Linked DNA regions of Callithrix jacchus: region 2 is linked to region 1. Evidence: chromatin contacts called from public Hi-C data. All regions are on one chromosome and are shown on one strand. Each heading gives the region's core, a stretch centred on a gene start, on an enhancer-like site or on the middle of the called end of the contact. The rest is flanking DNA. Distances are from core to core; before and after follow the strand shown. Region 1 has its middle 32 kb from the start of SLN. Region 2 overlaps LOC108593706 (a long non-coding RNA gene).

What was found. Hi-C and Micro-C count contacts between places; a contact is called where the count stands out from the background.
Region 2: a contact with region 1 is called in a Hi-C map of skeletal muscle, with 4 times the contacts expected there. The contact joins two enhancer-like sites. A contact is called at or near these places in 2 of 3 Hi-C or Micro-C datasets (both in skeletal muscle).

What each region holds. Positions count from the first base shown.
Region 1 is chr10:7,506,290-7,509,780 of calJac240_pri, reverse strand. No RefSeq gene overlaps it. Among named protein-coding and RNA genes, the nearest start is that of SLN, 32 kb to the left of the region's middle. Within about 2 kb of position 1,895, at least 1 of the 16 cell types and tissues checked has an H3K27ac peak or open chromatin away from gene starts, as enhancers often do. A contact at or near this core is called in skeletal muscle, where this site is marked.
Region 2 is chr10:7,580,827-7,584,317 of calJac240_pri, reverse strand. The region is part of intron 2 of LOC108593706 (a long non-coding RNA gene); the gene reads right to left. Among named protein-coding and RNA genes, the nearest start is that of SLN, 43 kb to the right of the region's middle. Within about 2 kb of position 1,512, at least 1 of the 16 cell types and tissues checked has an H3K27ac peak or open chromatin away from gene starts, as enhancers often do. A contact at or near this core is called in skeletal muscle, where this site is marked.

The DNA.
Region 1 (3,491 bases), core at 646-3,145:
CTGCCAAAGCCAACGAAAACTCCCTCGGGAGAAAGACAGCATCATCCTAGGCATCAACTTACCTTCACCATTTTTCATATACAATGTCAGGTACTCAATCAGAAAGAACCAGCAGAGTGCCAGCGTCTACGGAGCACTGTAGTTTAAGTTATTCAGAACAACTTTCTTTGAATATGTTTTCTTTAAAATAAACATAGAGACCTCTACATAAATGAAAAGTTATCACTCCACTTACATCTCCCTCCTCACCATGGTGTACAACAGCGTCTGCTAATATATAAATTAGATGTGTTCTTTTCAGATGAATATATTAAGTAATTTGTCATAAGATCAATTGCAATTTTTAAAATCCCTCCTGTTGAAATCTCTTTTATAGTAACATGATTAAGTCATCATGGCATATGATCTGGCGTTTACTCTGTGAATTGAGATATATTTGGCCGTCATCAGCTAGAATCTCAAGTGATGGATATGTCCCCTGTATGTAGTAGCTTCTTCTCTCTCTTCTCAAAGAAATTTCAAACGTGGGAGGGAACAGAGTCGGGTGATCTATCCTTTCATCTATTCCACCATCTCTCTTTATTTTCTTATTACTTTATTTCTTCTGAAGGGTTTATTTATGACCTAAACAAGATACAGAAATCTAAGCCAAAACATTTTGTTTCTTCAAATAACAAATAACATGCCTATAATCTCAGTACTTTTGGAGGACGAGGTAGGAGAATCACCTGAGGCCAGGAGTTTGCAAACAGCCTGGGCAACACAGTGAGACTCCATCTCTAAACATTTTTTTTTTGAGATGGAGTCTCACTCTGTCACCCAGGGTGGAGTGCAGTGGTGCCATCTCAGCTCACTGCAATCTCTGCCACTTGGTTCAAGTGATTCTTCTGCTTCAGCGTCCTGAGTAGCTGAGACTACAGGTGCGTGCCACCATGCTTGGCTAATTTTGTATTTTTTTTATTAGAGACAAGGTTTCACCGTATTGGTCAGGCTGGTCTTGAACTCCTAACCTTGTGATTTGCCTGCCTTGGCCTCCCAAAGTGCTGGGATTACAGGCGTAAGCCACCATGTCTGGCCTCTAAAAAAAAAATTTTTTTTAATTAACTGGGTGTGGTGGCATGTGCCTATAGACCCAGCCAGTCAGAAATCTGAGGCGAGAGGATCACTTGAACCCAGAAGTTCAAAGCTACAGTGAGCAATGACTGGGTTACTGCATCCCAGCCTGGGCGACAGAGCAAGACCCTGTCTCCAAAAAGAATAGAAAAGAAAGAAACAAATAATGCAGGAAACCCCCTGTAAATAACACAAACACAGGTGGTTTCGGCGATCAAACCAACTGGCCCCAGGTGTAGAACTGGAGCAAGACGTAGTACCCCCCCTCCCCCCCCCACTGCCCCCCACCCAAAGCTGAGAACCCTTTGCCGGGAATGAGCCTTTCTGGAATCTTTCCTGCGGGCTTCCTTAAAAGTTTCACTTTATACCCAACACATAAACACATACACAGCAGAGGGCGCCCCAGTATAACCCAAGAGCCCCAGGGCCACTGAACAGCTCTGAATTCTTACACTTCTGGTGATGTTTGCTCAACAAACATCTAATGAGCGTTTATTACGTGCCAGGCACATACTCTCTTTAGGTAATTCAGACACAAAGCTGAATTTGCCTCAGTTCCTGTTCTCAAGAAGCTTGTATGCAGTCAGGCAGGAGAGATGAGCGTGTGTGTTCACTAAAACTATCAACAGCTAACATTTATTTCCCAGTCACTGTGCTTCCGGCACCACGCTGAAGGCTTTGCCTGTGTAATCTCATCTGCTCTTCATAAGAGCTTTCCAAGGTAGGGCTGGCATCGCGCTGTGAGAAGTGTTATAATCGAGGAATGAAAGTGCTTGGAAAGGAATAAGAAGGACTTACGTCTACCCAAGGAAGTTAGAGAAAGAAAGAAGTGACTTATTTACGCCTATGCCTTTTCCTCAGCGGTCAGCTGGTTGAGTGCACAGGCTGTTTTGCTCAGAGGTGAGACCTCAGTGCCTTGTCCCAGTATCTGATGAATGAATGAATGACACTTGAGCTGGATCTTGAAAGATATTCACAAGACAGGAAAGAGAAAAGGGCCTTCTAGGCAGAGGATGCAGCATAATAAAGTCATTGACACACGACTGTGAGATACTCAGGGAATACCAAGTAATCTGGGGTAAGAATCAGAGTACAAAGTGGGAAGTGGGAGGGTCCGTTGGCGTCTTATTTAGCTCCTGCTGTATGACAAATCACCCTAAATCAAATGGAGTAAGCAATAAGTATTTATTATTGTTTATACAAGCCCTCTGGGGGTTTCTGTCAGACGTGACTGATTTCATCTGGGCTTGGTCATAAATAAGCAGAAACTTGGGGGTCATGCTGGGGGCTGGCTTGCCTAGTGTGGCCTCATTCACACGTGTGTGATTGGCTGGATGTTGGCTGGGTGGATACGGGTGACTGGGCCCTGTGTCTCTGATCATTTAGTAGGCTAGTGTGGGCTTGTTCATGTGGCAGTGGCAGGGTTCCACAAATGTGAGTGGACATGGACAAGGGCTTTTGAGACCTAGGTTTGGAATTGGTACTCTGTCATTTCTACCACATTCTATTGACCAAAGAGCGTCAAAGAACAGCCTAAATTCAAAGATTGGGGAAACAGACTCCACCCTTTAATGGGAGGAGCTACAAAGTAAAATTAGAAAGGGCGGGGATACAGGGAGGGGTGATGAACTAGAGACGTTTGCACTTAGCTACTTCTGTTGAGACTAGATACCAGAGAGTTTTCACCATCTGAATGCCAAGTATGGACTTTATTTTGCAAGAATGGGAAGATCTCAAAGGCATGATGTAGGTTTAGGTCTTAGAAATATAACTGTGGTAGTGTGACATGATACAATGTTTGAAGGGAGGAGAGATTGAAAGCTAAGTGCCTTTGAGGAAGCGAATTCAGCAGTACACGATGACGTAGGTTTGAACAAAATCTACGCTGTGAGTTTATTCTGTCCAGTCTGCCAAGTTAAACCAGGAACATCTTTATGCTCTGTCCCCGCCAATTCATTCTGCATAGGGCTTTAAAAATGTGAGTTTAACTATGTGGGGAAGAAATCAGTTTAGATAATTTCCAAATTCCTTCTGCATGCTAAGTTCCCATCATTCTAAGAAGAGCCTTGTCTCCGTTTGTTTCAAATGCCTTGAGGATAACATACCATCTAAAGGTGATTTTTCTTACATAAAAATTGTGGGGAATCGAGGAGGGTTTTTTAGCAAATGAAAAATGTGATCAGAGCTGCCTATGGGAAGCTAAATTTAACAGATGAGAGCAGAACAGATTAATGGTGGAAAGTTGTAGTGGGGGAGCCATTTGGAGTCCATAGACATGGTTCATACTCAAATTCATAAGGACCTGGATGAGTCAGGGAGTAGGCAGTTGGGGGTGGGCTGTGGACCCTGGGGGTGGGAGAGGAGGAATGATTTGCAGG
Region 2 (3,491 bases), core at 263-2,762, 75 kb before region 1:
CTGGTAGGTTTTCCTTTACAGGCTACCTGGTGCCTTTGTCTCACAGCTCTTAAGATTCTTTCCTTATCTTCACTGTAGATAACCTGATGACACTGCACCTTGGTGATGAACTTTCTACGATTAATTTCCCAGGTGCTCTTTGTGCTTCTTGTATTTGGATGTCTAGGTCTCTAGTAAGAGTGGGAAGTTTTCCTTATTTCCCCAAATATGTTTTCCAAACTTTTAGATTTCTCTTCTTCCTCAGGAACACTGATTATTCTTAAGTTTGGTCAACATAAACCCAGACTTCTTGGAGGCTTTCATATTTTCTTTTTTTTCTTTCTTTCTTTCTTTTTTTTTTTTTTTTGAGACGGAGTTTCGCTCTTGTTACCCAGGCTGGAGTGCAATGGCGCGATCTCGGCTCACCGCAACCTCCGCCTCCTGGGTTCAGGCAATTCTCCTGCCTCAGCCTCCCGAGCAGCTGGGATTACAGGCACGCGCCACCATGCCCAGCTAATTTTTGTATTTTTAGTAGAGACGGTGTTTCACCATGTTGACCAGGATGGTCTCGATCTCTTGATCTTGTGATCCACCCGCCTCAGCCTCCCAAAGTGCTGGGATTACAGGCGTGAGCCACCGCGCCCGGCCCGGCTTTCATATTTTCTTATTCTCTCTCTTTTTAAATCTTTGTTGGATTGGGTTAATTCAGACCTTCAAGTTCTGAATTTCTTTCTTCTACTTTTTCAATTCTACTGCTGAGACTTTCCAGAGCATTTTGAATTTCTGTAAGTGTGTCCAATGTTACCTGAAGCTTTGATTGCTTTTTCTTTATGTGATTTCCTCAAATATTTCTCCCTTTGCTTCTTGTGCCATGTTTTTGGATTTCCTTGCATTGGAATTCACCTTTGTCTGCTGCCTCCCTGACTAGCTTAATAACTAACCTCCTGAATTCTTTTTCAGGTAAATCAGGGATTTCTTCTTGTTTTGGATCCACTGCTGGTGATCTAGTGTGATTTTTTGGGGGGAGGGGGAGGTGTTAAGGAGCCTTGTTTTGTCATATTATCAGAGTTGGTCTTCTGGTTCCTTCTCAGTCAGGCAGGCTCTGTCTGAGGGAAAGTCTTGGGCTGAAGGCTGTTGTTCAGATTCTTTGGTCCCATGGGGTGTTCCCTTAATATATAGTCTCCCTTTCATATGGATGTGGCTTCCTGTGAGCTGAGCTGCAGTGATTGTTGCTATCTGTCTTCTGGGTCTCGCCACCAGCAAGTCTACCAGGCAGCAGGCTGGTCCTGAGGGATGCCTGCACAGAGTCCTGTGATGTGAACCATCTGTGGGTCTCAGCCGTGCACACCGGCACCTGTTCCGGTGGAGGTGGCAGGCTGGTGAAATGGACTCTGTGAGGGTTCTTAGCCTTGGTGGTTTAACGGTCTATTTTTGTGCTGGTTGGCCTCCTGCCAATCCCTTGGAGGATGTTGGCACGGTCCAGAGAGCATCAGCTGTGGTAGTATGGCGAGGACCTGGTGGTGGGCAGGGCCCTAGAACTCCCAAGAATATTTTCCCTTTGTCTTTAGCTACCAGGGTTGGTCAGGTGGAGGCAGGGCTAGGTGTGTCTGAGCCTAGATTCTCCTTGGGTGGGTCTTGCTGCAGTTGCTGTGAGGCATGGAGGTGAGGCTCCCGGGTCACTGGAGTTGTTACTTAGGAGGATTATGGCTGCCTCTGCTGAGTCATGTAGGTTGTCAGGGAAGTGTGGGAAAGCTGGCAGCCACAGGCCTCACTCAGCTCCCACATAATCCAAAGGGTCGGTCTCACTCCCACTGTGCCCCTCTCAACAGCCCTGAGTCTGTTTCCAGGCAGTGGGTAAGCAGGACTTGAGAACTTGCCCCAGGTTACCCGCCTCCCAGTAGCAAAAGTAAAGGCCTTTGGTTCTTCCTCCACCTGTGGAGTCTGCACACCAGATTTGCACCCTCCCCTGAGTTCTGGCCAGGAGGCTTCTCACAGGGTTCAAATTGTTACAAAGTTCACCCAGGGACTTCCTGCTCCCCGTGGTGTTTTCCTCCTGCACCTCGGTCCACCCTCCTGAAGGATCTTTGTGGTGCCAGGCAGGAGTGCGCTTCTGGGAGACCCAGCGAGCTCCCAGGACCTTTCTTGCTGCTTCCTCTACCCCTGTATTTTGCTTGGCTCTCTAAATTGACTCAGCTCCAGGTATGGTTGGAAAATTCTCTCAGAAACTAGACCTTCAGTTTCCCCAGTGGGGGTGTGTGTTCAGGAGTGGAGGATCTCCCTTTCCCACTTCCACAATTTGGGCACAGTGTTTAGGGTGTCTCCCTGGTCCTGCAGGAGCAGTCTGCTTCCCTCAGAGGGTCCGTGGGTCTTCCTGGGGTTCCTGGTTTGTTCTTGCAGTCCTTCTGCAGCTTAAATTCACCATGCAAGCCTCCATACACTGCTCTGTCCATTCAAGTCACAGCTGCGATCTAGTCCTACCTCCCGTCTGCCATGACGATCATAAGTAGTCAGAAGGTTCTGCACATTTTTAAATGACCGCATCTCACAGGAACTCACTCACTATTGGGAGGACAGTCCCAAGAGGATGATACTAAACCATTTGTGAGAAATATTCTCCCATGACCCCACCACCTTCCACCAGGCCTCCCCTCCAGCACTGGGAACTACAATTCAACATGTGATATAGGTGAGGACACAGATCCAAACCATCCCATACACGCTTCTTATATGACCCTTGAGACCCAGCCTGCTGCCATGTGAACAAGCCTAGACTACCCTGCTGGCTTATGAGAGACACGTGTTAGCAGTAGACAACTCCCAGAACTCTTCAGCTGACTGCAGCCCAAATTGCCAACCCACAAAAACATAAAGTAAATCAATTATGTTGTTTGAAGCCACTGAGCTCTGGGAGAGTTTGTTAAGCAGCAGAAGCTGATTGACATTTGACTACACACTATGCTGCCTCTAGATTATACTTACTTTGTACAACAACAAATCTCATAGATGATTTTGCATGTTGTGTTATTTAATTTTCACAATTACTACATGAGGTGAGACCTAAAAAAAATAGAGATTGTAGGACTTTAACTAGTCCAAGATCAATTGCTAATGAGTAGAAGCAGCAGAGTTAAAATGTATAAAATAGGTTGGGCACGATAGCTCACGCCTGTAATCCCAGCACTCTGGGAGGCTGAGGCGGGCAGATCGCTTGAGGCCAGGAGTTTGAGACCAGCCTGGCCAACACGGTGAAACCCCATCTCTACTGAATACACAAAATTAGCCAGGTGTGGTGGTGCATGTCTGTAGACCCAGCTACTCAGGAGGCTGAAGCACAAGAATTGCTTGAACCCAGGAGGCAGAGGTTGCAGTGAGCTCAGATCATGCCACTGCACTCCAGCCTAGGTGACAGAGAGAGACTCCGTCTCAAAAAAAAAAAAAAAGTCTAAAATTGATAAAATTTCCTAAAAATCATAGGTCAAATGAGAATTCAATCATTGCTGCTAAGGAACAGA